Regions from separate parts of the Zea mays genome. Here region 2 is linked to region 1. A link is a contact called in public Hi-C data. All regions are on one chromosome and are shown on one strand. Each heading gives the region's core, a stretch centred on a gene start, on an enhancer-like site or on the middle of the called end of the contact. The rest is flanking DNA. Distances are from core to core; before and after follow the strand shown. Region 1 holds the start of LOC100193751. Region 2 holds the start of LOC100285037 (plant integral membrane protein TIGR01569 containing protein).

Region 1 (4,325 bases), core at 509-3,008:
TAACTGGCATCAGTTGGAAATTTGTGTTCGTGGTGTTCTTCCTCAGCTGATGATATGGCATTTAGTTACTTTTTCTATAAGAAAATCTGAACTACTGTGGTGTCTTCCATTGTCATCAGTCATAAGAATTTATATCATTTCATGAACTGGACATTGTAATACCATCACGAAAGTTAGTGTCATTCCAGAGAATGGTGGGATTCTACAGCAAACCGGGAAGTTGTTCTGTCTCATTAGGAGAGCAACAGAGGGTTGTGATGGTCAGTATTTACTAGCAGGCCACCATTATTTTGCTATCTTTTATTTTATTTTATACACCGTTAGATATCTGAAAGTCACTGTCTTATTTTTGTCAGGCTCATTGTTTTTCCACCATCCTAGCTCCCAAGTGTGGTATCATCGACGAGTGCCTCAAGTAGGTATTCTATGACACTGCTCTTTATTTTCTATTTTCCTTTCTCTTTGCTGATCAACCGTTGTACTCGATTGCAGTGCAGGCTGCTAGTGTTGATGTAGAAGAACATTCATCATCTGTACAGGCCTGCAACTAACTAACATGGCACGCCCGTGGTCACTTCTTCACAACATACCCTATACTGTTAGTCAAAACTGTAGGCTGCTCGGAACAAACTGGCGGCGGCGGCGATAGCGGCTGCTGCTGGTGCTGACTGCTGAACAATCATCATCCCGTAACAGAAACAGAAGAGCAAATTAAGAATTTAAGTAATCAAAGAATCGTTATTTCTCTGTTTGGGAGGCTGTGTACTGTACACGAACAAGAAGAATTCAGTTTGGGAGCTCGAGGCCGTAGAGCACGCCGGCGCACGGCTCCAAGCTGCCTTCCTTGGGGAAGTAGATCCTAGCCATCTCCCGGAAGGTGTCCCAGGTGAGCACGCTGTCGGACGCTGCCTGGTGTCCTTGGCCCGCTGCGCGGCGCACCCGGAGCGCGGCGGCGACGCGCTCGAGGCCGCCCAGCAGCGCGACCTCGCCGTGGGAGGCGCATGCGACCCTGGCCATGTGCTTGACGTCGTAGACGGCGGCGCCGAAGTAGACGCGGACGTAGCGCAGGAAGTCCGGGAGCGCCCTTGGCAGCTTCCGTCCCATGAGCAGCTTGACGAGGTAGGCGAAGTCATAGGCGGAGCTGAAGGTGACCCACGCGACGGCCGGGTTGCAGATGAGGCCCGACGAGGCGAGCAGCGCGGCGAAGGCGCGCGCGGGGACGCCCCTGGCGCGGTGGGCGGCGAGGTCGAGGCCGCTGGCGGCGAGCAGGCGGACCGAGTCCGGCGCGTGGCGGTGCACGCGCGGGTCGAAGCCGCGGAGGTTGATCTGGAAGGCGAGCGCGGGCGGGGAGCCAGGGGACGGCGCCAGGGCCAGGCCGACCTGGATGAGGTGCAGCGCGTCGACGTTGGACTTGAGCAGGGCGTAGCGCTGCGGCGCGGTGAGCGTGGAGTGGTGGACGGCCGGGGGAGGGTGGTGGATGACGCCCGGGAACTCCGTGTCCATGGACACGTAGGGGAACCGCTCGATGGCGGCGCGGATGAGCTTGAATTCGCGGTCCACGTTGTCCGCCCACACCTGACGGATCTCAAGGGGATGGTGGTGGTGGCGGTGCTTCTGCTGCTGCTTCGGCCTCCACCCGCCGGCGCCGCCCACCTGGACCTCGACCTCGACTGAAGGCATGTTAGTGGCAAGGCTTGTTGCGCACTTCTACTTGTGCAGGTTCCGATCCGATGACTGCCGCCGAGACGCGAAGGCTCTAGAGGAGGCTGGAGCGATGGTGGTGGCATGTTGCTGTGGCTGCCGAGGTTTTATAGGGAATGGATCGGATGGAGGAGGGAGGTGTGCAGTGCAGGGCCGGCAGGAGGGTGCGAGGAACGGGAGGACCGGAGGAGGAAGCCGGCGCGCGCGTGGAGATCCGTGCGGCGACAGGGATCGACGGTGGGTGGACGCTGCACAACTTGCACGCGTTTAATTATGGCGTGGCGTGGCGTGCGGTGCGGGGAGAAAAATTGTTAATGATTGGGCCCGATCCGACCAGCAGGCACCGCACCACCAGCTGGACTCACTGGCCTGTTCAACCGACTGGGTCTGGGTCTCCCGCCGCCGTTGCCGGGAACGCGGCGGCGTCGTGTGCTTTTTACACGGTCTTGCTTTCGCCTTCCCCGTGGAAATTGCGCCGTCCCCCGTGCGCGTACGTACCACTCGTTGACTAGCCCCCGTCTCCTCTGGTGGGCTTGGGCAGTCCACGGAGGGCAACACCGCTATCCATACACCGTACTCCTACATGTGATGTGACGTGGCAAACTAGTTAGGTCTTGTTCGGTTAATCCCGTTACTCCTGAGATTGAAAAAAAATTAAGAAGGAGATTGACTTATTTGAGATTTAAATCCACCCAATCCCAATCAATCCATGTGGATTGAGAGCTAACCGAACAAGCACTTAGTTGGATTAGTAAATCCATTAGATCGATTTTGAAGACTTAATGTAGTTTGCTGAAATAGTTTTGCAGATGGATTGAAGACTTAATTGTCAGAAAAGAAGGTGGGTTGTTTGAGAATATAGAAGATAATCTGAAAATGTTTGATATTCCACCTAGCTTTTGTGTTCTTTTTCTACGGACAAAGAAAAACTTCGATGATGACGATTTCACATTAAAGGAGAGGTTTGATAGTGGACAGAGCAGGGCACATTACGTATTCATGCCCTTGTGTAATGAGGGTCATTGTTCATGTTATAGAATGGTAGTGCAAGGGTCCAATATGACATTGCCTAAGGTTTTGGTGGAGAATGGATATAGAAGGTCCTTTGATGGTCTTATAGTCGATGAACAACAATATAGAACCAATGAAGATGCAACACCAGACAACCTAGGAGCCACTTAAGGTTTCTCTAATGAAAGTTGGTGAATCAATTCATTGTTCAGGAAGCTTCTCAACAATAGCTTTTGACATTGGTTCATATGGGCAATACAGGTGGGAGGAAAAGATTGTTGATGATGATAACAACAATTCATATGATTCTGAAGAAAAGGATTACAATTACGAAGAATGTACCTCAACAGAGGGACTCAACTGTTACTTAGGATCGATGGATGATAGAGTGGTCATAGATATGTCCATTCATACTCATGGTTAGTGAGTACACTTCATGTGAGAGGTTAGGCGAAGCACAACAGTACATTCACCTAAGCCTTGCATAGCTACTAATATGTGACAATTAAACTCAATAAACATTGATTTTTGTGGCATTCCACACTACAGGGACATTCGAATGACAGGTAAGGTCATTCACGACACCAGTCTACAATTATGTAAGAAATAATCATACGACCCTTGGGATGGGACAATTAGTAGCATGGTATTCAATACATTGTCTATGTTCAAGCCCTTTCTTCAGGACTATATGGTGCATCACCATAGACCAGTACACATTCAAATCAAAATAGGAGTTACTACATGGTATGCAAGAAAGGTTGTCTTTGGAGGGTTTGAGATCATAAGAAGTCCATTGATGGAAAATGGAGGATAACGAAAGTGGTTCAACCACACACATGTCTAATAAATAAGGGAAAGAGTGCATTCTCATCTCATGGCACATTATCTAGCCAGTCACATATTGGGCCTCATAGATGAGGATACAATATTTCTATGGTGGTGTTGATTTGTTTCATAGTGGGCTTCAAAGGTTACACTCTTAAGCATGAAAATAGTTTGGCATGTGAAAGGGAAATAGGGATTAACCTTTTCCTATAAATAATTTTGGTGGTTGAATTGCCAACACAAATAATTGGACTAACTAGTTTGATCTAGATTATATATTCTACAGGTGCATAAAGGTCCAACACAATCCAATAAAAGATCAAAGTTAGGGTTCAAAAGAAAGGAGCAAAAGAAACCGAAGAGTACCCTGGTCTGGCGCACCGGACTGTTCGGTGTGCCACCGGACAGTGTCCAGTGCACCAGGGTCGTACGACTCTGAACCTTCACCTTTGGGTTTCTCAGGCGTCGCTCCGCTATAATTCACCATACTGTCCGGTGTGCCACCGGACTATCCGGTGCACCAGCGGAGCAATGGCTATCAGCGCAACGGTCGACTGCACAGTGCCCCTGACAGCGCTACAGTTTGTGGCAGAAGTCAGAGCAGAGGCCAGAGGCGCACCGGACAGTGAACAGTGCCTGTCCGGTGCGGCACCGGACTGTCCGGTGCCACCAGAAGTCAGTGCTCCAACGGTCGACTCCGTCAGAACCCTAACGGTTGGGTGACGTGGCTGGCGCACCGGACTGTCCGGTGCGCCCATCGACAGCAGCCACCCCAACAGTTGTTT
Region 2 (4,325 bases), core at 651-3,150, 230 kb after region 1:
TGGTATCATCTGTCAAAGCCTCTTCAATGAGCGAAAGCACTGGCGAATCTTTGTCATCAGATAGCCATTTGCAGCAATCCAAATCATCGATATCAAACATTCTGCTGACGAGCCCCTCTCACCAAGAGATCCGAGTGTCTGCAATGACCGATTTTTGGAAACTTGTCTCCTTTGCCTTCAATTCTATGTCACGAGGAGACATCTTAAAAGAGGTCAAAATCTATGGATTCCAAAGGCATCGGAGGTCCTGCAAACTAGAAGCTAAGCTCAGGCAATGGCGCAGACATGCCATTTCCATCATAGTCATCGTCCCCGGGCCTTGGGGACAAACTCATAATCTCAAGACATTCAAGCACTGGATGCATCATCTTCAGAGGAGGATTGCCTATCCTTGTCAACCCTGATCGTGTGCCATTGCTGACACATTCAGGCCATGACCCACCAGAAATTAGTGTCGAATCATATCGGTAGCTGCTGCCCAGTCCCTGTTGGGTACATAAAGCTCGAAATCTGGCAGAGGACTGTGATGCCCTCTTGACAGTAAGCGAGAATGGACTATTGCTATCGCCACTGCTGGGCGTCTTCTGCACGGGGAGAAACCATGACGGCGTCGCACCGGACATTTCCGACGCTGGAGTGCGGCGGGTCAAGCGGTTTTCAAATCTCGGAGATCGAAGCCAACGGATACATTCTGCAGAGAAAGCCGGTCAATCGGTGACGGTAGTGGTGGGTAGACATCACTATCTTAGGCCCAAGGCCCTGTTTGGCCCGCAGCGCTTAATGGACATGAAACCAGGCCGAGAAGTTAAGCCCAATTTAAAATTCCGCAAGCAGGTGTCCACGAATAATACAAAGGCAATTCCACTCCACGCTTTACAATTACACACGAGTGACCACAAACTGAAACCACATTGCATTATTAATTGCACGACGCAAAAACAGCAACATCACATACTATCCAGTTCAGCAGCGTTTCCTGATGGTGAAGGCGGCCAAGATGACGAGAAACAGGAGGACGAGCACGGCGAGGAAGGATGCCACGACGGCGCCGCTGGTGCGCTGGCAGAAGCCGTGGAACTGCATGCAGATGGGCACCCAGTTAGCGCGCTGGTTCCCCGAGTGCGCCAGGTCCACGATCGCCGCCGCCGCCGCCGCCGCGGCCGTCAGCAGCGCCGCTATGATCTGCAGCAACTCACCGCGAAATTAAAGACCAAGTTATTAGCTGTGAGGAGTACGTGCCGGAGAAGGACGGGATAACACCTACCAGGTCGCAGATGAGCAGGAGGTGGCGCAAGCCGATGGCCTGGGGGCGGAGGACGACGACGGCGGAGAAGGGGAGGGACAGCACCAGGTACCCCGCCGCGATCGCGTTGGCCACCATGAAGAACCTGCAAGCAAGCGTTGGGCGTGCGCAGTCAGCTCATCATTAATTAATTAATTAATTCGATATACTATATATACTATATGGGGCCGGGCTACTACTACTATACTGACAGGAGCGCCGGGAAGTCGTCGAATCGGGCGTGGAACTGGAAGAACTGGGTGAAGACGGAGAGCGTCTCGTCGGAGGTGCCCGTGGCGATGGCGGCGGCGAGGGCGGGCCCGAAGGCCGCCACCCTCAGCACCAAGTCAAGGAGCGCCACGCACCGGCTGCCGCGGTCGGCGCGCCGGAAGAACGGGACCCGCGTCTTCCGAGGCGCCGTCGTCGCAGCGGGGGGTGCTGCTGCAGCGAGAGGAGGAGGCGCCGCCGTGACCGTGTCCACGGCCGGGGCCTTGCCGTGCTGGCGGGGCACGTCGTCGATGGGGATCACGGTCGCGGCGGCATCGCTGGTGCTCATGGTTGGTTGCTGCGTAGTTGGAGGTGCCGAGACTTGAGAGAGGAGCTTGCCTGCCTTGCGCTTGCGTTTGAGAGAAGGAAGAGGACATTTATAGGGTCCGTCAGTCAGATTAGGGTGTACCTGCTGCAATGCATTGTGAATAGATAGTGAAGTTGAAGGTTGTGTGGTTTAGGAATGGAGGCCGGAGGGAGGAGTGGTTACCAACTGCTATGCAAGCGCCAAGAGGCCGGAGGAGTGGTTTATTGAAAGTTGAAGGTTGTGTAGTTTACACTACAGCACAAATCTATCCTGCTGTCAAGGCGTTTTCGATCAGGGATACAAAAGATTGCATTCTACCGCGGTGTCGTTTGGTTTACATATTTGTAACGTAATTGATAACTGAGAATGTTAAATCATATTTGTTTAAATTCAACCGTAATCAAATACTACACTAAAAATTGATATCGACTTATTCAAACTTGTTACCGCCGATACTCATAAACCATTAAATCATATTTGTTTAAATCCCACCATAATCAGATACTACACTAAAAATTAATATCGGCATATTCAAACTTGAAATTGATATCGGCCTATTCAAACTTGTTACCGCCAATACCCGTAAGCCATTACCCCATTTACATTACATTTCGGATCTATTCAAACTTGAAATTGATATCGGTCTATTCAAACTTGTTACCGCCAATACCTGTAAACCATTATCCCATTTACATGCCAATACCTGTAAACCATTATCCCATTTACATTACATTTCATAAACCAAACGGCACCGGCATACATTGATTTCGTCCAAATGTCTATTTGGCTGCCTGCACAGGAGAGGCGTGGGTTACATAGCCAGATGCAAAACAATTTTAAGGTAATTTGACTACATTGGCTCTCGTCGGCTAGGCTTGGGCGAAGCTGGCTGCCCGCGCAGTACGCTTTGCATCCCCTTACGACGTAAGGACTTGAGAATGTTTGCTTGGTGCGAAATACCAGAGACAGAATCGAGCGGTACGCTTGATTTTAGATGTCAGTTAACTAGCATATGAATGTACTCCAATAAAAAAACTGGGGCAAGGGGTGAAAGCGTTGAACTCTCGAACAACCAGAACGCTGACATTTTTGGCCTTTTAAAAGAATTCCACTATCATATCCAGAAATATACCAATGGGAGCTAACGCATAAGAAACGAAGAATTAAGACAGCGTAAAAACAACCGCTTGCTGTACAGGTCACCTGCCACCAGCAAAGACAGACATGTACATCAGCAATCTTTTTTTTTCTTCTTCTTATGTTTTCCTTCTCTTGTTTCAGTAGGACCAAGAAAAAAGTTTCACTTTCTTCTCCCCATTAATAATTTCCTTATTCACCTCTTGGATGTCTTTGTCCTCTCTTTCAGAGCCTCTGTTGTCGCTTTCTTCCATATGTACATTCCTACATGAAGATATGGACGAGGGACGACGTTCCACAAGCACAAAATCTGAATAAGGTTAACAAACCCCTAGCCAAATTGACAAATTACCAACGCCTGCTGCTTCCATAGCCAAAGCCAATATTACTCTCTCTTCAAACAAGCACCTGGCCACAAAACAAAATAGTGATGTCTACATGATCTTTCTCCAAGATTGCTTGTGGAACTTCTCAAGACAGACACAACAGCATATCGGTGAACTTAATTCATGTGTTAAATGACAGCTCAGCAGCTCAGGTTTAAAAAGCCACTGGGAACTTGCCAGATCCTTTATCCTTAACAGCCAAAACTGGTTTCATTCTCAAAGAACTGGTTTAAGGCCATAGACTCTCCATTTGATCCCATGTTGTTAAATACTTTCTCTGGTCACGAAAACATGTAGTTCTTGAGTATATAGAAGCACATTTACTAGCTAGTTAGATTCCAAAATCCAAACTTCAGGACCAGAAGTTACCAGGTTACTAATTTTTTAACCCAAAACAAGAAATGGGACTCTAGCCACAATGCCATCATGAAAACCTAGATTAGCAGGCTATTTGCATGATATGGAAAGGTATAGATCCCAACAGAAAAGTAGTCAGTACTTGGGTTTTAGTAAGACATCAGGATTTCTAAAAAAGTATATATATATATATATACCTGACATTATGTGCATTTTGGGGACTACAAATATGTTCACAATCAATGTCCACCGCTGCTACTTTGCTCTAAGTTACAACCATCCTTGAGTGCTTCTTGTGCTTCATTCTCCATGCCTTGTGATAATAGTGCTGCTGCCTGAAGATAGAATGCTGTTGACCATGTGGGAGATATTACCAAAGCATTCATTGCATCATTCAATGCCTCCTGTGGCATGCCATTCATCAGATATGACAGGCAACGTCGAGCATAAATGGTTGGGGAAACCATTGTACCAACTTCAATAAACTGCATGATAAAGAACAATTAGAAAAGACCGAGAAAGCAGCAGCCTTCAGGTAACTGCAATTTGCCTGTTCTAACAGCGATATTTTTAGCGTATTTAACCCAGA

The links. A called contact is a pair of places that touch in the nucleus more often than the background predicts.
Region 2: a contact with region 1 is called in a Hi-C map of leaf, with 6 times the contacts expected there. The contact joins the promoter of LOC100285037 here to the promoter of LOC100193751 in region 1. A contact is called at or near these places in 8 of 25 Hi-C or Micro-C datasets (bundle sheath, ear, endosperm and 2 more).

Annotation. Positions count from the first base shown.
Region 1 is chr2:770,962-775,286 of Zm-B73-REFERENCE-NAM-5.0, forward strand. LOC100193751 reads right to left here and starts at 1,759. Exons shown (of 1, transcript NM_001399094.1): 1 at 719-1,759. The coding sequence starts at 1,680. The coding sequence ends at 787. It overlaps LOC100501345 (pentatricopeptide repeat-containing protein At3g51320), which reads left to right. Exons shown (of 5, transcript XM_020547962.3): 3 at 1-260; 4 at 357-415; 5 at 498-689.
Region 2 is chr2:997,110-1,001,434 of Zm-B73-REFERENCE-NAM-5.0, forward strand. LOC100285037 (plant integral membrane protein TIGR01569 containing protein) reads right to left here and starts at 1,901. Exons shown (of 3, transcript NM_001157932.2): 1 at 1,495-1,901; 2 at 1,265-1,388; 3 at 783-1,182. The coding sequence starts at 1,838. The coding sequence ends at 964. LOC100278982 (probable serine/threonine-protein kinase BSK3) reads right to left here. Exons shown (of 12, transcript NM_001416016.1): 11 at 3,934-4,221; 12 at 2,569-3,401. The coding sequence ends at 3,976.